7 separate regions of the Mus musculus genome follow, and regions 1, 2, 3, 4, 6 and 7 are each linked to region 5. The links are chromatin contacts, called in public Hi-C, HiChIP or PLAC-seq and promoter capture Hi-C maps. All regions are on one chromosome and are shown on one strand. Each heading gives the region's core, a stretch centred on a gene start, on an enhancer-like site or on the middle of the called end of the contact. The rest is flanking DNA. Distances are from core to core; before and after follow the strand shown. Region 1 has its middle 150 kb from the start of Gm24638. Region 2 has its middle 53 kb from the start of Gm24638. Region 3 has its middle 80 kb from the start of Gm24638. Region 4 has its middle 110 kb from the start of Gm24638. Region 5 holds the start of Ephb1 (Eph receptor B1). Region 6 has its middle 180 kb from the start of Gm24638. Region 7 has its middle 15 kb from the start of Gm24638.

What was found. Promoter capture Hi-C pulls out the DNA fragments that hold promoters and counts their contacts. A called contact is a pair of places that touch in the nucleus more often than the background predicts. HiChIP or PLAC-seq counts read pairs in DNA pulled down with a chosen protein or histone mark.
Region 1: a contact with region 5 is called in an H3K4me3 HiChIP or PLAC-seq map of neural tube, with 6 times the contacts expected there. The contact joins the enhancer-like site here to the promoter of Ephb1 in region 5. A contact is called at or near these places in 4 of 39 promoter capture datasets (cranial neural crest, embryonic stem cells, hippocampal neurons and 1 more) and 6 of 115 datasets of contacts at active chromatin or transcription factors (embryonic forebrain, embryonic hindbrain, embryonic midbrain and 3 more).
Region 2: a contact with region 5 is called in a promoter capture Hi-C map of hippocampal neurons, with 12 times the contacts expected there. The contact joins the enhancer-like site here to the promoter of Ephb1 in region 5. A contact is called at or near these places in 9 of 39 promoter capture datasets (cranial neural crest, embryonic stem cells, frontonasal cranial neural crest and 5 more), 3 of 484 Hi-C or Micro-C datasets (cerebral cortex and cortical neurons) and 7 of 115 datasets of contacts at active chromatin or transcription factors (VIP interneurons, embryonic forebrain, embryonic hindbrain and 4 more).
Region 3: an H3K4me3 HiChIP or PLAC-seq map of stem cell-derived neural progenitor cells shows a contact between it and region 5, with 12 times the contacts expected there. The contact joins the enhancer-like site here to the promoter of Ephb1 in region 5. A contact is called at or near these places in 6 of 39 promoter capture datasets (cranial neural crest, embryonic stem cells, frontonasal cranial neural crest and 3 more), 8 of 115 datasets of contacts at active chromatin or transcription factors (embryonic basal ganglia, embryonic forebrain, embryonic hindbrain and 5 more) and 2 of 9 other capture datasets (adipose tissue and embryonic stem cells).
Region 4: a Hi-C map of adipose-derived mesenchymal stem cells shows a contact between it and region 5, with 4 times the contacts expected there. The contact joins the enhancer-like site here to the promoter of Ephb1 in region 5. A contact is called at or near these places in 3 of 39 promoter capture datasets (cranial neural crest, liver and second pharyngeal arch cranial neural crest), 2 of 484 Hi-C or Micro-C datasets (adipose-derived mesenchymal stem cells and nephron progenitors) and 8 of 115 datasets of contacts at active chromatin or transcription factors (embryonic basal ganglia, embryonic forebrain, embryonic hindbrain and 5 more).
Region 6: a contact with region 5 is called in an H3K4me3 HiChIP or PLAC-seq map of embryonic hindbrain, with 8 times the contacts expected there. The contact joins the enhancer-like site here to the promoter of Ephb1 in region 5. A contact is called at or near these places in 3 of 39 promoter capture datasets (cranial neural crest, hippocampal neurons and pre-B cells), 7 of 115 datasets of contacts at active chromatin or transcription factors (embryonic forebrain, embryonic hindbrain, embryonic midbrain and 4 more) and 1 of 9 other capture datasets (embryonic stem cells).
Region 7: a contact with region 5 is called in an H3K4me3 HiChIP or PLAC-seq map of forebrain, with 11 times the contacts expected there. The contact joins the enhancer-like site here to the promoter of Ephb1 in region 5. A contact is called at or near these places in 3 of 39 promoter capture datasets (embryonic stem cells, hippocampal neurons and liver), 4 of 484 Hi-C or Micro-C datasets (cerebellum, cerebral cortex, muscle stem cells and 1 more) and 7 of 115 datasets of contacts at active chromatin or transcription factors (craniofacial prominence, embryonic forebrain, embryonic hindbrain and 4 more).

What each region holds. Positions count from the first base shown.
Region 1 is chr9:101,545,111-101,548,975 of GRCm38.p6, forward strand. No RefSeq gene overlaps it. Among named protein-coding and RNA genes, the nearest start is that of Gm24638, 150 kb to the left of the region's middle. Within about 2 kb of position 1,506, at least 13 of the 459 cell types and tissues checked have an H3K27ac peak or open chromatin away from gene starts, as enhancers often do. A contact at or near this core is called in neural tube, where this site is marked.
Region 2 is chr9:101,444,659-101,448,170 of GRCm38.p6, forward strand. No RefSeq gene overlaps it. Among named protein-coding and RNA genes, the nearest start is that of Gm24638, 53 kb to the left of the region's middle. Within about 2 kb of position 1,358, at least 66 of the 459 cell types and tissues checked have an H3K27ac peak or open chromatin away from gene starts, as enhancers often do. A contact at or near this core is called in cortical neurons, forebrain and hippocampal neurons, where this site is marked.
Region 3 is chr9:101,471,212-101,475,099 of GRCm38.p6, forward strand. No RefSeq gene overlaps it. Among named protein-coding and RNA genes, the nearest start is that of Gm24638, 80 kb to the left of the region's middle. Within about 2 kb of position 1,555, at least 63 of the 459 cell types and tissues checked have an H3K27ac peak or open chromatin away from gene starts, as enhancers often do. A contact at or near this core is called in embryonic basal ganglia, embryonic forebrain, neural tube and 2 more, where this site is marked.
Region 4 is chr9:101,499,922-101,503,789 of GRCm38.p6, forward strand. No RefSeq gene overlaps it. Among named protein-coding and RNA genes, the nearest start is that of Gm24638, 110 kb to the left of the region's middle. Within about 2 kb of position 1,925, at least 19 of the 459 cell types and tissues checked have an H3K27ac peak or open chromatin away from gene starts, as enhancers often do. A contact at or near this core is called in adipose-derived mesenchymal stem cells, where this site is marked.
Region 5 is chr9:102,352,433-102,356,047 of GRCm38.p6, forward strand. It overlaps Ephb1 (Eph receptor B1), which reads right to left and starts at 2,261. Exons shown (of 16, transcript NM_173447.3): 1 at 1,850-2,261. The coding sequence starts at 1,907.
Region 6 is chr9:101,569,452-101,573,179 of GRCm38.p6, forward strand. No RefSeq gene overlaps it. Among named protein-coding and RNA genes, the nearest start is that of Gm24638, 180 kb to the left of the region's middle. Within about 2 kb of position 1,455, at least 5 of the 459 cell types and tissues checked have an H3K27ac peak or open chromatin away from gene starts, as enhancers often do.
Region 7 is chr9:101,405,941-101,409,361 of GRCm38.p6, forward strand. No RefSeq gene overlaps it. Among named protein-coding and RNA genes, the nearest start is that of Gm24638, 15 kb to the left of the region's middle. Within about 2 kb of position 1,396, at least 44 of the 459 cell types and tissues checked have an H3K27ac peak or open chromatin away from gene starts, as enhancers often do. A contact at or near this core is called in cerebral cortex, forebrain and muscle stem cells, where this site is marked.

The sequences.
Region 1 (3,865 bases), core at 256-2,755, 810 kb before region 5:
GATAGGTTGATTTTCAAACACACAAAACCTTGAATTTTCCTCTCTAAATATTCTGGGCTCAAGACTTTGGCTTCCTCCCCATTTTCAGTCTTCTTTCTGGCTTATTCTTACAAGTCTTCAGGCTTGACAAGGACACTTGTGTGTCTTGAAGGTTTCACCACCTCTACTTCAGGATGGCCCTATACATAATGACATTCTCTGCTTATCTTTACCACTTTCTTTATGAGCTTAGATGGAGTAATTTCCAAAGGGTGGAGATGCTGTCCTTGTCATCTTTTTATGCTGTACATAAGGGCTGATGGTCAATAGATGCTAAATATAATGGACACAGTATGGGAAATTCCTTTTCTCATCCCAGTCAAACTGTCTGAACCTCACAGCTACTAGGCCTGAAGTGTGTGTGTGTGTGTGTGTGTGTGTGTGTGTGTGTGTGTGTGTGTGCATGTGTGTATCTGTGTATGTGTACATGTGCATCTATGTGTGTGTCTGTGTATCTGTGTGTATGCATGTGAACTTGTGTGTATGTGCATATGTGTCTCTGTGTATGTGTGTGTGCATTTGCATCTATGTGTGCATCTGTATGTGTGTTCATGTGCACCTGTGTGCATGTGTGTGTCTGTGTTTGTGTGTGTGTGCATATGTATCTATGTGTGTGTCTCTCTCTGTGTGTGTACATGTGTACCTGTGTGAATGTGTGTGTGTGTCTCTGTGTTTGTGTGTGTGTATGAGTATGTGTCTGTCTCTGTATATGTGTGTGTCTATGTCTATGTGTATGGGCATGTGTGTGTGTGTGTGTGTGTGTGTGTGTGTGTGTGTGTGTGTGTGTATACAAGAGATAGGGGAAGAGAATGAAAGGAATATAGATAAATTTGTTACTTTCCTCTGAGCACTTTGATAAACTAAGTGAACTGGACACTTGACACCGAGTAGCCTTCATGCCTGCCAAGAGGAACTCCTTTCATCTTACAGTTTACAACAGGCACATTGGTCTCCATACTACCTACCATCTATGGACTGCTGACTACTTCAGGTGACCGAATATCCAACTTTTGCTAACTAGAAAACAACACTAACCGGCAACACCTTCACAAATACAATTCACCGCCAGACTCAAACCATTCATTTCCCCTTTTCTCCCATCTAACATCCGCCAGTGACTAATATGGCCTTCTTCTTCCTGCTTCAATTTGTCTTCCTATAGAGCTACTAATGAACAGGAGATGCAGAGGAGGCTGTTAGGGAAGACTGGGGGCTGAGGGTTGGGAGAAGGGGAAGAAACAGAGAATGGGGAGGGGCCAGCAGTCAAGGGCGTGGGTACTCTACAAACCAGGTCATTTATCTTGCATGTCCCTGAGTGGGTGTCCCAATTACTTAAGACATTTTAGGTTCAAAGATCTGTCAAGACACTTTTTTCTGAAGGACCTGCCGAATGCCCTATATCTGTCTTGTTTCTCAGCGGGAGATAATGACGGATGGTGCATAAATCTTTGCAGAGTGCCAATTAATGCCGGGATGGCGTCTTTGAAGTGTTGTGAGGACTGAGTCCTCAGGCTGGTTTCTGCTTAGAAGCCAGGGCAGGGCTGCTCTATTGGCTGTGTGAGCTCCCATTGGCTGAAAGCTGGGCTGGAGAGATGAGGCTTTTGTGGGTGACTGGTTTGGCACGCAAGCCTGCTCTGTCAATGGCAGGGGAAGTCGTGCTGGGTTTTAGTTAAAGTTCTGGGGGAAAGACCCTATTAATCAAGAGCCTAATCAGCTGGCTCTGGAATATGGTGGTGATGGCGACTATATAATTTATTATTCTATCTAGGACACTTTGAGAAGAAAAGTGAGTGTTGTTAGTATATGTCTAGAGAACAGGTGTAAATTGGGAGTGTCCCAGGCATACCAGGACATATGGCTATACTTAGGTGATATATTAACTTTATCAATTAATTCTCAGAAGCTTGTGCAATAGGCTTACTGCTCATATATTCTTCTGAGGAAAATGGGTTGCACTGGATGATAATTTTGACAGGCTTCTGTTCTGTGCAGAGAACACATAGCATACAGTGCTTAGTAATCCAAGGTTTTGAAAGAGCAAAGGTTTTGATGTATGACCTGGGTTTGTTTCCTTCTTCTTACATTTACTAGCTGACCTCATCCACTCGCTGCCCATCCTGATTGGTAGGGACTGTCCAAACTTTAGCTCTGTAGATCTCATGGTTCGGGAATCCTACCAGTCCCAGATAGACTAGAACAGTTGATTATCATTTCGGCAATCTCGCTGAATGTGAACTGTATGCATGGTGAACTCTAAGGCATCCAAGTTAGGATTTTTCCACAAGGTGGGTTACCAAAGTAGAACACTGGTGGAGAGCTGGTACTGGGAGTATAGGAGTGAAGGGCATCAGAGACGGGAATGGGAGGTCTCCAGGAGATGGCCGTGAAAGGAAGAGCTGGAGCAAACATTGTATTTTTTTTTTATCATGGTGGAATGATAATCAAATGTAGACAGAATCAAGTCCAGTATGTGCTTCCACCAGCAGAGACTAAATATCTACCTTTTGGCATTCCATGCCAGATTTTGTTATTATGTATTTTTTTTATCTTAGCCATTCTGATTGGGACAACATGAAACACCAACATACTTTTAATTTATAGTTCCTTGGTGGCTAAAGATGTTGAGCATTAAAAACAGTAGCTTCCTGGCCATTTGTATTTTATCTTTTAAGAACACTGTAGTTCTTTGCCCCATTGTTTAGTTGGGATGTTTGTTTACTTGTTTAGTTCTTTGTATATTCTAGACACTAACCCATGGGTGACCTCGTTACCCTAGTGATAATGCTCTTTGCCATACAGAAACATTTTAGGTTCCTGAGGCCTATTTCATTTCATTTCATTTTTTAGTGTTGGTCTTAATACCTGTACTATGGAAATTCTGTTTGGAACATCCTGAACTGTGCAAAGGAGTTCAATCATATTCCTTGCCTTTTCCTCTGTCAAAATCGGGGGGGTCAGGTCTCACGTTGAGGTCCTTGATCCATTTGGAGTTATATTTTGTTCAGGTGAGGAGTCTAGTTTCATTCTCCCACAAGAACTAAGCCAAAATAAATTTATTCTTCTGTAAGTTGCCTTGGTGATGGTGTTCTAGCACAGTGATAGAAAAGTAATTAATACAGTCCTCAATTCTATTCCCCGTAATCACTGTGTGTACTAAGCATCAGTACCATGCTGTTTTGATTGTTATAGCTCTGTAGTATAATTTGAAATCTGAAATGATGGTACCTACAGCAGTTCTTTGTTATTTAACATTCTTTTGGCTTTCCTGGGTCTTTTGTGTTTCCACATGTAATTCAAGATTTTTAAAAAAATTTTCTGTGAAGAATTTCATTGGGAGTTTGATAAAGATCTCATTGACTCTGTAGATTGTTTTTGATAGGAAGGCCATTTTTTTTGTTGTTTTTTGTTTTTTGTTTTTTTCGAGACAGGATTTCTCTGTATAGCCCTGGCTGTCCTGAAACTTACTTGGTAGACCAGGCTGGCCTCGAACTCAGAAATCCGCCTGCCTCTGCCTCCCAAGTGCTGGGATTGAAGGCGTGCGCCACCACGCCTGGCTAGGAAGGCCATTTTTACAGTATCAATCCTACCAACCATGAGCATATGAGGTCTTTTCATCTTCAGGCATCTTTTACAGTTTCTTTTTTCAGTGTCTTAAAATTTTTATTGTGTGCATCTTTCACTTCCTTGCTTAGATTTATTTCAAGGTATTTTATTATTTTGAAGCTATTGTGACTGGGGTTGCTTCCCTGCTTCCTTTCTCTGTATTTTTATCATTTGCATACAGAAAGGTTACTGATTTTGTGTGCTAATTTTTTATTCTGCTATT
Region 2 (3,512 bases), core at 108-2,607, 910 kb before region 5:
TCAGAGTTCTACATCTGGATCAGCAGGCAGTAGGAAGAGAGAGTGACACTAGGCCTGACCTCAAAGCCCAGTGACACACTTCCTCCAACAACACTACACCTACTCCAACAAGGCCACACCTCCTTACAGTGCCAGTCCCTAGGGGTCTGTGGGGCTGTTCTCATTCAAATTACCACAGACAGGCCATCTTTTAATTTTATATTTCTTTCTGTTCCATCCATGGTCACCAACCTCCAACTTCTGGCTCAGTTCAAGCATTGCTTTTCTTACCCAAACCTACTGTGATAGTAACCCCCTCCCAGTTCTTATATATGACATAATGTCACATTTCTTTACACAGATGGGCTCAGTTGCTTCCCTTTCTCTGTGTGACCTCCTCTGAGCAGAGAAGTGGGCAGGGCGAGGTAATCACAGTGCTAACTGGACATATTTCAGCCCGTAGTGTCTATCAGCTGCGTACTTTTTGTATCTGGCCTGCCCCTTCTCTAGCATGGAAGACAAAGAAACCTTGTCTCATTGTTGCAGTCTTCTTGGGGAACACCAGTTGATCTGGTCCCTCCCATAATCCTTGTGATGGATTGTTGATGTCTTTATATGTCCAGTTAGCACTGTGATTACCTCACTTTAGGCAAAAATCATTTGGCATATTTCTCTGTCTAGATTAGCAGTTCCTAACTCCTCCATGGAAAGCCAAGGGTGAGGTCTGTTAAAGGCCAACATTGAAAGTTTCTCTTTCCGGCTTCCTTGAGTGTGTCATACTGCAAGGGACCCACCTAAACAGATGTAAGATTGAAATTCAGCCTTCTGACACTGCTGGTGGCTGGGAGTTGGTAACTCCCAAGGCTCTCAACTCACAGAGGGTAGGGTCTGAGTCAGTTACTACTGGACAGCCAACAGTACAACAAACAGAAGAAATGGCCTAGACAGTGGGTTGGGCAAGAGGGCTGGGGTAGAAGTCTGAGAATATTATAATATACTGGCAGGTCCTTCTGATCTTCACAACTGAAGGAGCCATCCCTCCATTCTCTGTGAGCTCCCAGGGAAGGAAGGAGGCTTGTGGTAAGATCCCCTGGCCCACAGATAAGGAATCCACGGATCATAAGGATTCTCACAGTAGATTAAGGTGCAGCTGGATTTGAACGCAGCCCAACTTCCTCACCCTCCTCAATATGCTGCCTCTTAAAAAATGTTCAAACATGTACAAACCCATGCAGGGTGCAAATGCAAATTATTCCTTCTGGAAGCATAAAATAGCCAACTGGTGATGGAAACTTGGCAGGGATGGGATGGGATGAGTCACAGACAGCTTTCTGAGAGAGCAGCTTTGTTCTGTATGGCTGAGGGAGAGGAAGGCATGGCAGGCAGCAAGTCGGGGGGGGGGATGCTGGGAAGAGAACTGTGGGTGGGGCCCTGGCACTGGGACGGAAGCAATGAGATACCCAAAGCCGGAGCTGTGTATGTGTGTGGTATGGATGATGTACAACATGGTTAGGTAGCACACGTATGCACATGTGTGTATGTGGGACATGGATAATATGTGTAGGGGGCATGGGTATGTGTGTAGGATGTGTCAGGGCAGTTTGCAATGGTGTGTGTATTTGCAAAGGGGAGTTCTGTTATATCAGAAAATTGTTGATGAAAGGTTTTTAACATTTTTCTTCTCACCTGTGCATAAGTAGCATTTGTCCCTACCCCCCTCCCCAACACATTGTGCAGTGGTGACTCAGATGTGCGTTTATGTAATGCACTTAACTAGTTAAGTATATATGTTTGCTTTAGCACACATGTAACTCATAGTCTGCTTTGGCTGCCTTCAGGGACTCAGGCAGTGCTATTGGGAGGCTGCCATTTCTAATCTCAGCTCCATTATCCTTGCTGTTGGACCGTGTGTAGACTCTGTCCATGTGATGGTCCCCAGCTTGAATCCTCAGCTTCACAAACTCCTAACTTCAAGCCTACTGAAAAGAAAACTTTTTACTTGTATTTGCATAAAAACCCAAATTGAATCCCACTGAAAAGCTTAGGTCATGTGTCCATCCCTGAACTAATCACTGTGGTCCACAGGATAGAATGTTTGATTGACATCCCAGGCCACCTGCTCATCTCTAAGCAGAGGAGCCAGGCTTAGCACCACACATAGGGGCCCACTTGGGGATGGTGGTACTGAAGGGATGGGTGGATGCTGAGAGGACAGGCACAATCCCTGTTTCTTAGCTTTCAGTTATTGCTCAGAATAAGGCTTCTGGCCTTCAATCTCAGCCCAGTCTGTGGCTGGCTTTCTTACTTCTCTTTCCCCCATGCTTCTCAGGAGGGAAAGTTGTTTAAGACTGATGCTTTGGGATGTGAAGGAGCTGAGAGGTCAGTGAAGGTGAGCTGGCTCAGAGAAGGGTCAGAGCTGTGAGTGGTCACTTCCTGTTGGGTGTGAGGAGGAAGGACACTGAGGAATTGTCTCTTAGGTCTTCACATCCTGCTTGTGAGGTGGGTACCGCTTATCTGAGAGAGTGCCACTGAGAAATGAGGAGGCAAGTCTGGGTAGAAATTCACACCCCTTATGATCTTTGCTTCCTGTAAGGCAGCAAGACCCCTTATGACCTCTGCTTCCTGTAAGGCGGTGAGACCAGTGGGGACGAATCTTGGCTCTGGAAAGAACCTCATTCTTGTGGTAACCCTGTGAGTGCTGGATCAGATCTTCTAGAAGCAGCTCCTGTACTTACTGTTTGAATTCCAGACGGAGATGCTGAGATCTGTCCTGCTGAGATCCTAGAATGGTCCTATCAACCCAAACAGATCCAGAAAAAATGGGCTTTGGGATGTTCAAGAAGCTTAGTAGAGCAAGAATGTGATGATTTCTAGGACTGGTAACTAAAATACTGACATCTTTTACTCGGTATACAGCAAATAGCACCTGCTCCAACCGCCCATGGCCAGTCTGGTTCCTTTCCGTGGCCTTTGGTCTGGGATTTTTTTGGGACGACTCCTTTGGTCTGGGATCATAGGAAGAATTCTTGGCCCTGGCCACAAAGACAGACAAAGATTGATGGCCTGGAGAAGTAAGTGAAAGCTCAGCTACTCCCTGAGCTCAGCTACTCCCCGCCTCCTTCCTCTTCTTCTGGATGAGAAGGCCACCATGACTCTGATGCCTCCGTTCATCTCTCTGCTTCTGCCCTGATTCCTGGTGTTCACTATGAGGCCTCCTGTCCTGAAGCAGGTGATAGAGGGAGAGGTAATGTATTAGATTGCTTATTGGTGTGTCCAGTATATCTCAGCTGAAGTGGTGGTGGTCGGGGAGAATGAATGGCAAGCCTGAGCATGCCTGTAGGAGAGAAAATGGTGAATTTCATTTTACTTGGTCTTTCTAAGCTATAACATATACTGGTTTCTATGGTTAGGAACTCTGACTTGAGAGAGCAGGATGAACCTGCGTTCCTTCTATATACTGTAAACAGTTTAGTCATAACACCTGCCTCAAATTATCATCTGTAAAATGGAGATATTAATAACGTTTACCACAC
Region 3 (3,888 bases), core at 305-2,804, 880 kb before region 5:
GTACTTGGATGTAACAGACGGGGGAGGGGGAGGGATTTACTAGAGAGCAAATGTTCTTCAAGGAGTGGGATGATGAGACAGGGGTGTGGAGATCTCAAAGAATCCATTCTAAGGCTCAGGAGAGTCAGATGTTAGCACATCTGAATTGGGAGTAGGGCTCAAGAATTTGCATTTCCAAGGACAGTGGTCAGTGCTGCTGGCCAGGGACCACACATGAAATCACTTCTCTCAAGAATAGGCAGGAAGGGAATAAGTCTGAGGTCTCAGGAGGAGGCCATTGCATTCACCAGGCAGGAGATACTAGGCTCTGCTTAGTTCAGGGTCAGGGTGCCAAGCATGGTGGAACAGTGTGGAATAACTGGGATTTGATATGGGAGGAAATGCTCTGTGTGTATGTGTGTGTGTGTGTATGTGTGTGTGTATGTGTAATGTGTGTGTGTTTATGTGTGTGTATGTATGTGTGTGTGGTGTGTGGTAAAGAGAGAAGGGATGTTGGGAAAACTCTTTTGTCCTAAGCCCTGAAAGAATGAGCAGAAACCAGCCATTTCCTAGTCTAGTTCTTTCTAAGGGGCAACATATGATTAAAGAGAAAGCAAATGGTTGGTTGGCATTGTGCCCTAGGACCCAAGTTCCTGGCTTTCACAATACCGACTTTTGTAAGTTAATTTGGAAACAAAGAAAACAAAGCCCCTGGTTCCCCCTAGCAACTCCAGGACATAAGTCTCACTGACCTGACCTACCCTTGGTTCAACGTGCTTTTGGAGTCAAGGCTACTACAGAAAGTCCCTTCCCTTGACACAGTCCTGAAAGAACCGAAGGGAAGTTCCATATCCCCTAGTTGATTTCTTTTCAGCCCTAGCTCTTGGTTGCAGGAGACTTTTCATGGCTCAGAGAGCCTACTCCTGACATATTTGCTGAAGAATGGAGACAAGATTGGGAAATTACAGCATGCTCTTTGGATTTCCAAGGGCCGAGATATTGAATGCAGACATTCCTTTTCACACTCACAAACACTGGAGTGCACTCTCGTGCAATGGAGATCAATCTTAGCCCCCAAAGGCCCCTTTGTCTCTCTGAAGCACTTATTAAATGCATCTGTGTTTCTGCTGGCAGCTCAGAGTCATCTAGAAGGGAAGCACAATGGGATGTCAGTCAGGATTTGTTATTGTCAGACTCTTCTTGCAGTCCACCCCGTGTTTATTGTCTTTTGGGAGCCCATTTTATCCATTTTCTATGTGCAAAGCCATTAATCTTCCTCCTGGCTTGGGTGCTATATGTTGCTGACAGCTGGGGTCCTGGCTCCCTGGGCTCCTGGGTAGGGGCACCTCCCAGCTTCCCTGTGACAGAGCTTTGATTAGAAAGACTGAAGAGCTTGGCAACCCTTAAAGAAGCCAGAGGAGGGGTGGGGTGCGCAGGTGTCTGTGGTCACAGGAGGTACTGGGATTGGTGGAAAAGGTCACTCCGATTTTGAATCATCTACAGTGCACTCTGACACCAAAATATACTCACTCCCATGCAGAGTCACTTGATAAAGAGGCTAATGAAGTGGAAAGATGTCAACAGAGCTAAGCGGGCCAGGCTCTCGGGATGCCTGTGCCATGATTCAACCTCCCGTTGCCATGGATACCAGGAGGCTTGGCTTCTTTCTTCCTCTCTTTCCTTTTGGAAAGTCTCTCCTTGGTAACCTTGACCCTTTCACATTGGCAGGCAGAGATAAGAAATTCCATTTTCCCTTATCTGGTCATGGTTGGCTGGTAGACTCTGATGGGTCTGTGATGGGGGAGGGGTGCTGGCCAGGGGCTCTGGAGTGCCTTAATTCAAATGCATGAAGTGGAGGGTGGGAGGCAATAGAAAGAGAACAGTTAATTAAGGTTGATATTGCAGAGAAGGTTGTTTTCTGAATAATAAATTCTGCAGACTTCAAAAACAAGCGCAATTAAAGGAGTGCAGAAAGGAGAGGCAGTTGAAGGGCAGAGGAGGAACAATTTGGTCACGGGATAGTTTTGGGGAGTGTGAAGTGGGGGGCAGAGGCAGATAAGAGGCCCTCACCATGTGGAGATCTTAATAATACTTCGAATAAATACTGTGTTTGATGAGAGCTTAAGTCTGTGCTGCCCATACAAATGGCTTTGTCTTAAGAGACGGGGTCAGTGTTGTTCTGAGCAAGTGGAGAGTCTGATCCTGATAGGAGACTTGACCTTATGTTGATTAAAAGGCATCTTTTTAACAATTTAAGCTTAGAAATCTAATCCCTGGGTAGATCTTTCTCAATGATATTGAACATCCCTTCCCAGTTCATGTATCCACTGTGCCACTGTGTTCTCCGAGCCTTCTAGAAAACATTACTACTCTACAAAATAATGCACTAGTCCCCTGGCCAGTTAAGGCTTGATGTTCCTCTTGAGTGAGGCAGTGGTGAGTGGCCCACAAACAGTAGTACCCCCAACTCACCTGTCAATATTATGGTTTGGATGCATCCCTAAAGAAAAATGGAGTTTGGCTTCATTAAACGTCTTTGCTATATAGGAACCTTAACCAAGTCACCAGAAGAAACAGCATGTTCCTTTAAAAATTGTTATAAAAAGGGTTAAAAAAAAAACCTTAGCACATTTTTTCCCCCTGTATATTGTGACATGGAAATGAAGTATCCTCCAAGGTTCCTATGTTGAAGGCCTGGTCCCCCAGTGTGATGTTTGGAGGCAGGGCATGGGGGGGAGTGATTGGACCATGAGACCATGAGGGCTTAGTCTAACCATTCAATTAATTAATTTGTGGGTACACAGTTTGATAGTGTTATTGGGAGATTGTGGAAACTAGAAGGTGGGATCAGGAAGATCCATAGGGGTATCCATTTTCCTGGTACATCTTCCTCTTTGTCTCCTGGTTGTCACGAGATGAACAACAAACAGAACAACATCCCCCTACTGTGCTTTTCCCCTCTCTCTATATATACACATACATCTTGTGGTCTGGAAATGAAGTATCCTCCCACAAGGCTCTTATGTTGAAGGCTTGATATATGCAATGTCTTTAGTATAATTCTAAAGAGTAGTGGTGTCAGCTGACTGTAGCCAGATCCCTGGAGCTGTGAGCCAAAGTTAATCTTTCCTCCCTTAAGTTACTTGTGTCAGATGACTTCTCACACTGACACAATATTGACTAAAACACAACATTAGAAGGGCCTGCTCTTTTTCTTTTCCAACTGAGAATCAGGAAATGTATCCACAGGTGAGTAGGAGAGGCAGATGTCAAATTTTGCCATGCTGCTAAGGAGCAAACTCCCATGTCCCCTTGGACAACGGAAGGTGGATAAGTCCTTGGCTTCTCCTAAACTTCTCATCATTACCACCTTTCTAATTGGTGAGTCTGGGCTGGGAGTGAGCAGACTGACAAAATGCTGGCAGGAATCACATTGCCAGATCCAGCTGCATAAACAAAAGCTCGGGGGAGCATTAGTAGCAAAAGAGTTTGCCTATTGTCACATAGTATTTGTAGAGATTTCCTGGTATGATTCTTCAGTAAAAATACTGATCAGCTGTTGACAAGATTTTCTCATTGGTGTAACAGTGGCACAAATATCGTGTGTGTGTGTGTGTGTGTGTGTGTGTGTGTGTGTGTGTGTGTAGAGTGGGTTGGCTGATAGGATTTAAGGCCCATGCAACAGAAGGGTATGACAATCTCGGTACTCTGGCCAGGAAGGGAGGTTTGGGAGGCCATAGGCTTTAGAGGGGAGCCTATTACTATTATTTTGCTAAGTACTATTTTACTATCTGCTAAATAGTTTAACCTTCTAAGCGCTTATTCCTATACTCTTAAGTTATAGTATAGCTCTCAGCCCTTATTCAAAGAAGTTAGTTTTTACAGTGAATGGTGGTTAAAACAGAGATG
Region 4 (3,868 bases), core at 675-3,174, 850 kb before region 5:
CCCTTGGGGTGGGGAAGGCTTTCTAAAACGAGCCACAGAGCATTATAACTTCAAGAGGAAAACATTGACATATTTAATGAAATAGTTATTTAAAAACTTTAAATGTTGTATGTTAAAATGTTAAAAGTCAAATATTGAAAGATGCACACATGGATACATGCCCACCCCATCTCTCTCTCTCTCTCTCTCTCTCTCTCTCACACACACACACACACACACACACACACACACACACACACACACACACACACAATATTTGTAAAGAGCAAAAAGAAAAGGGCTCTTAGTCATTAAAAAAGAATACAAAGACAAAAGCCACACCTGTGCAAGCAAAAATGAGAAGCAAACATTTGAAAAGATGGATAGCCTTGTTGGAATCAGAAAAATGCAAATTGAATAAATGCAATGCCATCAATGGAATGGCAAAACAAAGCAAGAAAGATTTCCAAGGCTTATATGGGTGTGTGGATGCTTCTTTGTCTACTGTTTGTAAAATGTGAATAGTTATACATTGGGGAGAAATTTTACATACATACATACATACATACATACATACATACATACATACACACATAGACACACACACACACACATGCACACATGCACATATTCTTTAACCTGATAATCAGTGTAATAAAGATGCTGAACTCTATGAAGCACACAACACAAGGTAGCAGTTGTAGTAGTGAGTGGGAACACTCAGATGGCCAGTTAGGCTTGCACATGCCCATCACTTCATGGTGACTGAGTAACTACATTTATAGTGGAGAATAGGAAGATATTATAAATCTACTTAAAAAGAATGGCTTGGGTTTATATTACTGGCTTGAAAGCATCTACATTACAGAGGAAATGAATTGAATATTGTTGATATTCAGAAGAAGTAATGAAGACAAACACCCCAGGCTACTGACATTGGTTATATTAGAGCAGGGGTGAGATAGAGAGCAGGAGGAAGCTATTGATTGAATATTTAATGCATTTATGCTTTGTTGGATTGTCATAGATAGTATATTTATGACCAATAATTTAATTGGAGTATAAGAGAAGTTACAAAAAGTGTGTGTGTGTGTGGGGGGGGGGGAGTATTGAGGAGAAGGGAGAAAGAAAAGAAATGGAAAGAGAAAAGAAAGAGTGTTCATTGGCCCTTTAGCCAGCTGTGGTGTTCACAGCTGCAACCCTAGCTAAGAACTGTGGTGAGTTTGACTCCACCTTGGACTGCATTGTGGTTTCCAGCTCAGTATGGACTACAGTATAAAAGATTTTGTCTTAAGCAATCCCAAACCAATCTCATTTTTGACTCCAGACTTCACTGAAGAAAACCAAAGCAAATTTTCCAGCCACAGTCAAAAGCTTGAGTAACAGCACTCGAGGCTTACAGAAATGCTGCCGTGGAGTTTGTGGTCTTCAGTCTGACAGTGATTTTCTTGTGAGTCATGGATGCGGTCTTTTTGGGTCAGTGTTCCCTGGGATGGTAGTTAGCCTTTTGCTAGTCTCTTGAAGAATTTGTGCCTTCCATTTTTGTTTTACGTCTTAAGAGTCTTGCTTGTTAGAGGATTATGTGAGATCTTGATTGTACGAAAGAAAATAAAATAGACGATAAGACAGACTGAGAACGGGGGAAATAACAACTATCATTTGTGTCTGTTGGTAATCTGAAGGTTGCTGTACTTCATCTTCAGATGGAGAGAGTCATGAAAGATTGATTTAACCACATTCCTCTTAAGGTCAGAGGGGTTGAGACAATCATTTGCTCTGCCGGGCTCTTCCTAGGCTCCCAGATCCTCTTATTTATTTCTCTCTACTCCTGAGCCAACCGTTGGGCTGCTATAGAGCCTTCCAGTCGGTTCCCAGAGTCTGAAGCCATTTTCAACAACACCATCCATCTCTTCCCCCTGCAAGTGGCATTATCTCCACATCCTTAGTGATGAGTCATCTCCTCCCTCTTTTTATCACTCTATGCTGCACACGTGTGGTTCCCAACACCCTGATAATGTTCTTGCTGGTTTCTCCCAACGTGAAATAACAGATAACCATGTTCCCTGTGCTGCCGATGGCCTCATTGTGCACCCAGATAACCAGGAAAGGGTATCCAGTCTCCTTGCTGGCTGTGATTAAGATCTCCCTGGCAAAGATACAAGTGAGATTGCTTTTATAAAATAATATCGGAGCTCATCTCATTTTACTCGGCTCAAATAGCAGCTAGCATCGTTTCTTGGGGCCCTCCCCTCTTCCAATCTGTACCGGCTTTTCAAACACGTATGCCGCCACCTGCCCTGCTAGTGAGATAAGAATAAAAGTATTAGATGGCATATTAAATTGTGCAGCGTTTTTCATATTACTCATACAAATGAGATAACAGCTGCAGGATAGTTTGTTTCGTTCTTGGCAGAACTCCCAATCGTGGTGCTGTTGAAACAAGGCTAGCCTGACATCTCCGTGGTGTGGGCACATGTTTGTGGCTCTCATTCAGCAGTGTCAGGAGGCTCCTTTCCCCACAGTTCCCCTGCTCGGCCTGCTCAAGGTGAATTAATAAGGGATACATCCTTTCTTTCCAACAGAATTGAGGCTTGATGTGACGATAACTAAATGGAGTAACCCACAGAGTTTTCCCCATGTTTTAGTTAGCAAAATCCTGCCTTTTAATGAGATTTTTTTTGTTGCGTCCAAGTAGCATCAGTAATATTACCTAATATTTACATTTAAATTAATTTTAATGACCCGTTTTAGCCCTATTTTAACTAATACTGAAAGAACCACAAGGCTGTTTTTGTTTGATATCTAATTAACACTGATGTGATTATAGCCATTAATATTATTTTCTGTGCATCACAGAGAAAATAATTTCCACATGTTTTCATTTAGAAATACCAGAAGAGTAGTTCTCACTAGAGTGTACACTGCAAGAATAGTTTGTTGTCAGCTGTATTTGAGGGAGGGGTGGCTCTGTGTTCAAAGAAGTTGTGAAGGATAATCTGGACGTTAACAAAACTTAGAAAAGAGCTATTGAAGAGGAATAAGGAGTGTTGTTCATTCCAGCCAGGCTTCCATGAGGACAAAGGAGCCAAGGATGTCTTGTCACTTTTGTCAGTAGGATCTGGGGCGAGAGAGATGGCTGAATACTGGGTGTGACCCTGGGCCTTGGTACACATGACAACAAGATGTTCTAGGTTCTTGACACTCACTCCACAGCAAGTGCTAATCTGGGGTCTGACCAGAATTTCGAAGGAGAGGAAAGGATGGCAGAAAATGTCAGGTGCCAAGTGTAGCATAGTTCGACTTCTCACCTAGACCACTGACTGTGTCTGCCTCAGTGAAGTGCCTTGAGTATGAAAGAGTTTTACCTGCACACACAAAGCCAGAAAATAATCAAATAAATAAGGCTGAGGATGTGGGGCTAAAATGCTGTGCTTTACAGGTAGCAGAGGCCCCTGACAGCTGTCGAAGAGACTTCTGCTTCAGACTTCTGCAGTAGCTTAAAATCCTAGGCTTCTGAGAGATCTTAAGAACAATATTAACCTCTTCCTTCCCTCTCAGTCTCTAGCTCTACACTGGAGGTGATGACCTGGCTAGCTCCATTACCATAAACCATTAGCGTTTTAGCATCCTACAATTGGGTTGACCGTCTCAAACATGGCTCCAGATGCTTTAACCATGTGGCTGGCGTCTTCTTCCGGAATCCTGGGTGCGTATGGAGCTGTGTAAGACACATGGTGGGTGATAGGCAGGCAGACAGGAAGGAGTTAATCTCCCAGTCAACCATGATTTAGTGGGGGCCTGCCAAACCTCAAGGCTGAGTCTGGGAGCACCATGAGGGAGCAGTTAATCAGATTTCCATGTCCAGGTGTGGATGGCTTGACTGGTGACC
Region 5 (3,615 bases), core at 1,011-3,510:
CTATATACACATTCCCTCCATCTATTGAGACTCAAAGCCGAGAGCGCACTTCCTAAAGTGTACATCTGAGACCGAATCCCTGACCCTTCGGAGGTGCAAAGAGAGGTAAACCGGACCAGCGCAGCCCCAAACTGAAGACTTGAAGCCACCCCAGCTCACAGTCCTGTAGGCCACTCCACCTTGCGACAGTTCTCAACCGGCTTTGTTGCGGGGTGATTTCTCTCCTTTTCTATTTCGACTGCTTCTGCACGTGTCTCCGGATGAATCAACCTCAAGCCTACGCTGGGGTGCTAGCCACACTCCATACCAGTCGAAACCCTGCACATTCCAAAAGTCACACACACACACACACACACACACACACACACACACACACACACACACACGAAGACCAGCAGCCTCGCAGGGCAGCAGGAGGTCAAGCGCAAACAAAAAGCCACCTTCAGGAAACAAGCGAGAGCTTTCTGTGCAGTAATTGCTGCTTCCTCGCTTACCCATCTCCACGGAGACTGAGCAGCGGTAGTCTTTGCCATGGCTAAGACATCTTCCCTGCTATGACCAAGAGGGGCACGGGTGTATGCCAGTGCTTACTGGAAGGGTTAGAGACGCTGGACCAATGTTGGTCTGGAGTTTCCACTGAACGAGTCCGTTTCACCTGGAACCTGCAATCCAGTGGAGCCAGCTCTCAAATGGGAACACAACAGGGGAAACAGAGAGCTGCGAACCTTCCACGAGGAATGTCCCTACGGGTGGAGTCCACCTGGCCAGAGACATCCATCGGGATGTGGGGCTTCCAGCAGGGGTGGCGTGGCGGCGGCGCCTCACCCCAGAGTTGCTCTGTTCGAGATAACTCTAACTGCTCCTTCTCTACTGAGATGCGTCCCTGGAGGTGGCGGCCGCCGCGGCTCCGCAGGGAAGGTTGGGGGCGGGGAAGGGGGCGGGAGGCGGGGAGGCGAGCAGGGATTTCCCACGGGATTCGCGGGAGCCCTGAGCGCCGGGGCTCCTGGGTGCGCCGGGTAAGGGGTCCGCTGAGCGGGTTTGGCTGGCCACCAGCGGGAGGCACAACCACGCTGAGCCAGCAGGGATGGTGTCTTGGCTCGTGGGCTCGCAGCCACGCAGTCTCTTCTAACTGCCGGATGAGTTTAAGCACCGCCAGCACTCACCCAAGCCCACCCCTGCTCCAAAGCTCAGAAGGCGAGAAAGGCGTCCGCCTCGCACTTGCTGTCCCTGGAAGATTGCAACCCGGCAGCTTCTAGGGCTGATTTCCCCCCCAGGGTGCGGTCAATGGATTTGGCCCCTCTCGTTTGGCAGTCACTTGCTGGGGTACTAGTAGGACCTTCTGTGATCCCCCAAGCAGCCTGCCTGCGGAGCCCAGAGTCCGGAAACCTCAGACTGCGAAAGGGAGACAGCAAGCTACCGCTCGCCAGCCAGCGCATCCAGGCCCGGGATAGAAAGAGCCGAAGGTGCCGACTCTAGGAGCCCAGTGGCCCGAGGTATCGCTTCCCAGACCAGCTTCGCCCAGAGCTAAGGAGCTTGCACCGCAATGCAGCGGGATCCAGGCTCTCTAAGCCGGAGATGTCCGGTGATCGTGCTGTCTGGGAGCACCAGAGCGCAGGAGCCGAAAGACTCTGCGTGCGAACGAACCTGCTGTGGGCGCCCAGGGTCGGCGCAGGGCATGCCTGTGGGTACCGCCCCATCCCGGTGCCCCATCTCTACCCAGGATCGGTGACATTCTCTCTCTCCAGCACCAGGATGCCCGGCCGAGCAGCCAAAGGAGCCCTGCAAAGCGCGCGGCACCCATGAACTGGCAGCCGGCAGCCACCAAGTTGCTCCGCGAAGGGTACGTTACCTTCCATCGCGGCCACTGCAGATGCCAGGAGGAAGAGCAGCAAGCAATCCAGGGCCATCGCCGGCCAGCGGCCCCCAGGCCGAGCCCCAGCGGAGACGCGCCGCGTCCCAGGGCGCCGCTGCGCTCCCGGCGGGTGGCTTCTCCGTGTCCTTTCGCGCTCTGGCCGGGACCGGACTCCCCGGAGCGCGGCGTGGGCGTGGGCGGGAGTGTGCGCGCGTGGGGCGGTGCGGGCGCGCGTGGATGTGGGTGTGCATGTGTGTGTGTGTGTTTATGGGAGAGGTGGGTGTGTGCGTGCGTGTGTGAGAGAGGGTGAGGGAGAGCGAGCCTGGGAGAGCGCGCGAGAGCGTGTGCGTCCTGGTGTCACATTGCGAGCTACAGCGGAGCCTACGGGAGGACAGAGCGGGCCAGACTGACGGGGGAGGGAGCGGGATCCCCCACCATCAGCTCTCTCTCCACCCCTAACACCTCCTGTCCAATCAAGGAATCAAACCTGCAAAATTCCCTCATCCAATCAGGCGCGAGCACCTCCTTACACTGGCATTGTTAGTTTAAGAAAAACTTTTGCTTGCAAGGCTGTGTGGGAGGGTTAGGAAGGCGCTAGGAGGTGATCGCGCTCCCTCTTGTGGTGATTTAGGAGAACTGCAGCCTCGCACGCTCGCTTTCCCCAAGCTGAAAAGGAGGGGCTCAGCCAAGAAGTCAACTGAGGTCCCTTATGCTTACAGACACCCCACAGCTACTCCTGACTATTCCTATGCAGAATGCCGCCACCCTATATCATTTTACTAATCAATTTTGTTTATTTTTGAGTCTTGTCTGATCTCGTTCACTCAGAATTCCTGGAACCTTAACAGTGTCTTATTCTTGGCATGCATCTGTGGAGTGAGTGAATATGGTTTCAAGACTTTATGGCCGGCTGCTCGGGGGTAGTTAGAACACCCTGTGGGCTTCCTATCATATCCTCAGCTGTATATCTCCAAAAGTCTCTTCCCAGGTGGATCTCTGAGCATCCACTGTAGGGCCTGCTGTCAGAAGACAGTCATAATGGGAAGACATGAAGAAACAGCCGAAAGTCTGACAACTTGTTGGGGTATGGGGAAGGGAGACATTGCTTTGAACCAGGCCTGGAGGTAGGTGGGAAGGACTGAGTTCTGCAACCACAGGAAAACCAGGCTCCAGAATAGAAGTGGTTTCCCACCATCAGCTCTGATGATAATGCCCCATTTTGCTGTCTGTTGATCAGGTCAGGCTGTTTCAGATCCGGCCCTGGCCTTGATGCTTGTCAGAAGCTGTGTGGCAGAAGGTCCTCACCTCCTCCCGCAAGGTTAGGGATGCTCCTGGAAGACTCATGTGGGAGGGGCTTCAGCCCCCTCCCCAAACCTTTTAAAGACATTAACATCTGGCAACTCTCCTTTGGGAATTTAGTTACATTGATTCCCCACCCTGGGTACTTACTCTGTCTTTCACAGACACTGCCTCCCTCTTCACCACCCCAGCCACACTCAGACCCCTGATTCTGACAGGTCTTTGTTTCCCAGACTTTGACACAGGCTGTTTGTGTCTTCCCCTACCATCCACCCATCCGGCCTCAGAACCTGAAAGGATGACGTCAGTGACCGCTGCTTAATCTTCCCTAATACTACCTCAGCTGCTCTTTGTCCCTCCACAGCACTGTGTCTTGAAGTCCCTTAAGTGAGGGATGCCCCTCTCTGACATGGGTGAGTACTGGGTCTTTTGCAGCTTTGGCAACACTCTCCACAGTCCAATTT
Region 6 (3,728 bases), core at 205-2,704, 780 kb before region 5:
TATTATTATTATTATTATTATTATTGAGACAAGATCTGTCACCAAACCTGGAAATTTGCTCGACTGGCCAGCCAATAGCTTCAGGGATCCACTCACCTCCACTCAGTTTCTTCATAGCTGGGTGACAGGTCCACGGTTACCTGCTGCATGCCCAGCTTTTATGTGGGTGTTGGGTCCTCCTGTTTGCATGGTGGGTGCTTTATACATTTCCCACACCATCTCCCCAGCATCAAATCTCCCAGTTTCTTCAGGGTCACTCTCTGATCATACAAATGTCCTCTGGTTAGTTCCAGGATTGAGAAGGTTTCCTTTCAACAATGAAAATGTCCTATCCAGTGCCACTGGCACCCGACTTCAGATTCACATCAAGTTTAAAGCACCTCTTCCCTTGTACACCTCCATCCTGATTTGAACTAGGAAGCTTGGATCAAAGGGAGAAATGGCCACGGTTGCCGCTTTCCTTGGAGCGCTCTCAGGACGGACAGAGTGGTTTGATTCTTTTTATTTTTGGTTGTTTTGCCTCTGTTGGCTTTGGACTTGGCCCATGGACGGATGGTGGTTAAGACGCAGCTTGACGATTGCCTGGAGCTTTGACTTTTACTCTTGTCAATGTGGTGACAAGGCTGTGCCTCAGATAGCCATCCTCCTTTCAACCAAAGCACAAAGAGAACAGTTTAATAATAGCTTAGTGTGACCCGCAGAAGCACCAAGTGCCATCACGGCAACGTGAGGATAATTGTCATTAGATGTTCTTTATTTTTCTCCCCTGCAAACCTCACGGGAAATTGGGACAAAATTAGTTCCATCTCTACATCTTGATGCATAATATGTATTTTCAACCATGAAACCGAGAAAAGGCTCAGAGCCACACTGGGCTGTAATTTATGCGGAGCACTTTGCACAGTGTTTAGTACATGGTAAGCACTCAATAAATAGAAAATTATTGTAGCTATTAGTATTATTAGTTGATATTTTTCTTGTCGGAATTGAAATACCCTAAGACTTCAAAATTACTGTTTTTGAATAAAGGGGATGCCTATGTGGTTCCTGGCTTTGAGAACTATTCTAAGCAACGTAGATGCTATTGATTGTGCTTCTCAGTGGATATTAATCTGGGACTCAGAAATGGGAGGTGGAGGCTGAGAGCTTACTGTACTCAGCTCTCTTCTTTAAGAGCTTGTGTAGTCTATGTGGAGGCTCTTTATTCTTTGAGTATTCATTAAGTCCCTGTCCTGGGTACGTTCCTTTTGTTCCTTCAAATCTTCTTTCTCGCCTTTCCAATCTTGTTCATTCCCTTTGGAGATCAAAGACAGAAGGAGGGAGGAACCAGGCTGTTTACTTCCTCAGTTCCTTCCCTAGCGATCTTCAGTCATCTTTGTCCCTCTCCAAAAGGCTAAGGCTCCTGTCAGGCAGCTCTTTTCACAGGGCTACCCAGAGGAGGTATTGTGTTTCTGTGACCACGCCCTCCTCTGTCCTTCCAGGTTTGGGAGCCCTAATAGCTGCTTGCTGCCGCCAGTCACAGACCTCTGAGCTGTCTCTTCTGATTTTGCTCAATCAGGCTTCTCAGTCATTACAGCCACAGTTCTACTCTTCTGTTCAGGCTGCATGCAGGACCAGTGCTGTCCATCAGATGTACAGTTTGAGCTATACATGCATTTTTAAGTTTTCTGGTAGGCACATTATTAAAACTCAGAAAAGCCCCTCATTCACTCCTATGATCTTATTAAGAAGACCCCACAGCTAGAGATGAGCAGCCAGATGAAGAGTTAAGAACAGTGAAGCCCAGAGAAGTCCCAAGTAGAAGAGTTCTGTCCTGTGGCACCGGGGCTTGCTAACTTCTCAGCACTTGAACTCATTCACCAATCCCAAAGCTCTCTAACTCTCCTCTAACAATTTCTGTAGACCTTAACCCCCCAAAGCAATTCTTTTCCCTGAAGTCTGGAGTGGGGTTGAATGTCCTAACTCTCTAGTCTCTAGATCTTTATGGTGAGCCTCCAGCCTCCTCAGCAAGTGGCTCCAGTCTAAGTCATATCGTTAGTGTGACTTCAGGGTTATGGAACTGTAAGGATGCAAAGCCAAGCTGGATGGAACAGTCACTGGCTTTGAATTTCGTTTTGTTTTGTTTCTCCTGCCTGAATCCACTCACTCTATCTCTATCTTTCTTTGTCTCTGTCTCTGTCTCTGTCTGTCTCTGTCTGTCTCTGTCTGTCATCTGTGTGAGGATGAGATGTGGCCAGCCAGCTGCTTATTTCTGCTGCCATGCCTATCCATCATAATGAACTGTCCCCCCTTTTCACCCAAAGAGGCAGAAAAGTGACTAATGCGACGTTCCTCCTGACACGACAGAGAGAGCAGGACACAGCATCATTTCTGTGATATTTCTGCCCAAAGTATGTAGCTTGGATTTAATGATGTGGAAACTTCAGACTGATCTGAATTTGAGGGAGTTTCACATAACAAGTGGCCTGTGATTGTCAAAGATGCTGATGCTGGGATGAACAGAGACAAAGAAAGGCAGAATTCAAGTGTACTCAAACTTGCTTATGCAAGGAGGAGGTGTATCGGCTGATTCAAGGTCCCCTGGAAAGCAAGCTTAGTGAAAGGTTCCTGGATAACTTGTGCAGGCACACTAGCCCAAACCCTATGCCATTTGTTGGATCCGTCCCTAGGATGGCAATGGAAGTCCCAGCTACCCTTCTCAGAGGACAATCTGAACAAAGGCTCAAGGATTTCTCTGCCTTACACCCCCTCCCACTAACAAACCCCTTCTCCACCCTCCCAGAGCTCGGATGAGGTTGTGTGCACCTGTGCCTGCAGGTGTAGAAACAAAACTTTTACCTCAGTGCCTTTGTGTTGGCTGCTTCCTCTGTCTGGAACATGCTTCCCCAGATGTCTACAATAGCATTCGAGTCTCACCTTCAATCTTTATATTCTAGTAATATCATGCCGAGCAAAATTCAGACTCCACTAACTCCGTTGTGTTTTTCTTTACAGCAGTTCTGACACCTGGCATGCCTCCGTTCTTACTGGTTTGTCACTCTGTCATCTTTAGAAGATGCAGTGTCACAGTGATTGGTTTAGAGATAGTCACGGGACCCAGTTATCATCCATAAACAGAAATGGAATCTTGATAAACAAACACCTTCCTCCTCACAGCTGATCACGAGCATGGGTCATATGTGAACTAGGTCAGAAACAGACACATTGCTATTTCCAGAACACTAGAATTTTTTAAATTTATTTTTATTTTTTTACCTTTAAGTTCCTTGAGCATCACTTGTCACATTTTGTTTGTTTGTTTGTTTAAATTTGGATATTTTACTTGTTTACATTTCAAATTTTATCCCCTTTCCCGGCTTCTCCACCCACCCACCTACTCCCACCTCACCACCCTAGCATTTTTCTACACTGGGGCATCAAGCTTTCACAGGACTAAGGGCCTGTCTCCCAATGATGCCAGAGAAGGCCCCTTCAGCTCCTTCAGTCCTTCCCCTAACTCCTCCACTGGGGTCCGTGTGCTCAGTCTGATGGTTGGCTGCAACCCCTAACAACAATTCCTTTCCCTGAAGTCTGGAGTGGGGTTGAATGTCCTAACTCTCTAGTCTCTAGATCTTTCTGGTGAGCTTCCAGCCTCCTCAGCAAGTGGCTCCACTCTAAGTCATATTGTTAGTGTGACTTCAGGTTATGGAACACAGCTGTATTGGTCAGGATCTGGTAGAGCCTCTCAG
Region 7 (3,421 bases), core at 146-2,645, 950 kb before region 5:
GCCCTAGCATGCACTCCAAGGAGGCTCTTGTGAGAATGCTGTAGGGTCCTGCCTGTTGGAGCCATCTGCAAGGACTGACTTAGTGGGAATACCAGGCTTGAACCCTTTATTCTCTGTCCCTTATGCCTACTTACAGGATCTCCTGCAAGAGATATTCAATTAACGTCGGTGGAAAGGGAGGTACGATCAGTTGAGATACATTTATAACCTATGAAAGCCTGTTAACGTGGCCAGGAAGGTGGCAGTAAGAGAGGAACATCAGTGTCCCCAGCCTACAAGACTCTGTCTTGTCTTAAGGTTGGAGAGAAGGTCACTTAACCTAGAACCTGGCAAGTATAGATTTTTTTTAAGTGAAAACAATAGCGTATCTATATAGAAGCCTTGGCTTTGGAGATAGCACCGAGTCCAACACTGGCCTCTGACACTCACTGGAGTTTGAGCAAACCTCGTGGGCCTCCATTTCCTCAAATGAAATATGGAGGGATTGACACTTGTCACGAATACTTCACTATGTTAAGACTGAAAAAACAAAACCAAACCAGCCTATAGAATCTGTGGGAGGAGCGAGAGTTTTAGTAGCAGCTGTATGGATGGAAAGCCGAGCAGAATCCAGCTGTAGAAGTTGGCGTGTGACTGTCCTCAGCTGGCCTGAGATCTGCCCTACCCATTGATGTTACAATGTGGTGTGCCCGATGTAAGCCTCCCGGCTGAGACTGTTGGCATTCAGATCTTGTCTCTATCACCAGCTTGCTCTGTAAGTTGGCTGAGTTGGGTAACCTCTTCTAGCCCCCCCCCCCAGGTTTTTTTTTTTTCCAGAAATGAAGATGCTGATTCCTGGTGTGTGGAGTCACTTAACTATGGGGGCACATGCAATGTACCTTGTCTCTGGCACATAGCAGGTGCCCACTCAGAGACTTTATGGCAACTCTTATCCGAGAGCAAATAAAGGAAGGATCTATGCAGTAGATCCTACCTTCTGCTGGAGAACTCACCAGGGAGCAGGGTTCAGTCTTAGATTCTAGAGGAATGATCACATTGGGCTCTTGATTTATAGCTGTATTTCAGCAATGTAATGGCAGACTATAGATGGGTCAAGGTGGGAGAAAGACCAACGACTCCTAAACCCAGGGTACCATGGTGACCCTCTATAGTCCAGGACAGCATGCTGTTTACAGCTTGCCTTATTATAGATGCTCTGTGAATTCTTCCTGGACAGCTGGTCCCTTCCCTCATGGGTCCTTGGAACTTCTGCCAGCTAAAGCTTCTGTCCTAAGTAGGGGAGATCTGCCTCAGGTTATCTGAGGGCAGAGGCCGTGTGGAGCCAGGCCTCTGTGCAACCAAGCTCCTCTAGGAGAGCCCATCCTCACCCTGGGGAGAATGCTGGGCTTCATTCATATTCATCGTCACTTGGAGCTGCACCTTTTCTCCAGTCTGTGCAGGGATGTGCATCACCATGGCAACGCTAGAGGTGAAATCACTCAAGTGTTGGCAAGCGGAGTTTCTCTCTGGAGCTTGGAAAAATGGAGAGCAGGCTCGTGGTGTCACAGAAAGGAAGATTCCCTTAAAACAACCCAAGCACTCTCTATTCCATGTGGGGGCTTTCCCTTTAAATACAAGCTGAACAGTAAACGGATAGAGAAATGTTTTTAGTCTCTGGATCCGTTACCCCAATGAGCCCACTTGGAACGGACGTGCTGATCCTCTGGCTTTCCTAACCTGCTGTACCTCACAGACTGTTCTGCCTGGAGTTGCTATTTTAAAGTAATGAAGCTGGGGCCCACAAGTGTGATGTTTGTGCCTGTTGGCTAATTTCTGGTTCTTTGTCTAATTTGGGGGGCCTGGAAGATATTTGCTAAATAACTATTTGACAGGTTACTGGTGGCTAAGGTCAATGAGGAGGTGTTCACACACCCAAGGGGTCTTGAGATGAGCTGTTTCGGTACCTGAGCTTGCGCTGAGACTTCTGGGTACAGGCAGCAGCCCCCTGGAAATGCTTTTGACAGCACTGGCTGTGGGCAGGAATGAGAGGAGGAGAAGGGTTTGGGAGGGTGGGTGTGGGTGCCAGGTACTGGGAAACTTGGGCTGGTTAGAGGACCTGAGCATACCCAAGGCTTAGGGGAGGCCATCAGTGTAGATCGCCTGATAATTCTACATGATTCTTGGCTTGATTTTATTCTGCTGGGGACAAAGAGGCACTGATAGTGGTTCTCTTTTAATCAGAACAGCTTGGAATACATTGTGAAAGAGCCATGCCCCCCTCCTTTCCTTCTCTCCCTTTCTCTTTCCTTCCCTCCCCTCCCCTCTCATTCTCTCTCCCTTCCCTTCCTTTCTCTCCCCCTCCCCTTCCCATATCCACTGAGAGCTTGTCAGGCCTGAGGTATTATGTAGGGCTAAGTTATAGCCTTCCTGGAATAGCCAGCAGTCAGGAAGTTCAAGTGAATATATCATAGATAAAGACTTCTTTGCAGTTCCAGTTTTCCTGTTTTATTTTTTATTTATTTATTTTTTTAATCAGGGACTTTGATAATAAGTCAAGGTTATTCAAATGGACAGATAGACTGACCGACAGACAGACAGGCCAAGTGATCCTGAAATTGAGGTTAAGGTTTTAGCTTTCCAGTCCCTTGATTCAGTCTCAGATCATTTGATCTGTTCTAGTCTCTGATGTTAAGGGCAGGCTTCCAATTCTCAAAGCCTGGGTTTCTCCACATTAGGCTTCAGCCAGAACAATGAGGAGATCTCGGTGGTTCCCACTCAGAAGGGCTGAGGTTTGGCAATGTTGGCAAGTGGGCTCAAGCAGCGCTATTTTGCCTGGACTCTTTATAATAGATGGTGGCTTTTTTTTTGTGTGTGTGGTACAGGCAACTCTATGATATAGTTTGGAGGTTGAGGGGACTAAGCTCTAGGAGGCTAGGAGGAGGAGAGGGGCCAGGATGACCACAGAGTCAGAGAAGGTAGTATGAGTACCATTGACAAGCATCAGAACAATATTGTCAGAATTACCATGATGAGCAGAATGAATCTATATCTATCTATCTATCTATCTATCTATCTATCTATCTATCTATCTATCCATCCATGCCAACGAGGAGGATATCCAAGTACTCAAGGCGATAAGACCAATCTTTCAGAGAAGAAAACCATTAAAAGAGGGAGGCCAGAGATTTTCCTACCATTTGTAAATGAGGGCTCATCAAACCCGATTCACTAGTCTGTGAGAGCCCTTAGTTATGCTGCCTTTCTACTGGTGTGTAAATCAAACTCATCTGTAATGATGGAGATGTAGGTCCTCTGAAGGACTGTGTGTTCCATGAGACTCTGTGCCTGAAGTACTCTTCACTGCAGTTAGGCTTCCACTCAGAGGTAGCTTTGATATCTGTTGTGGTTAATGGTGTGATTTGAGCCCTTTCAACTAAGCCCG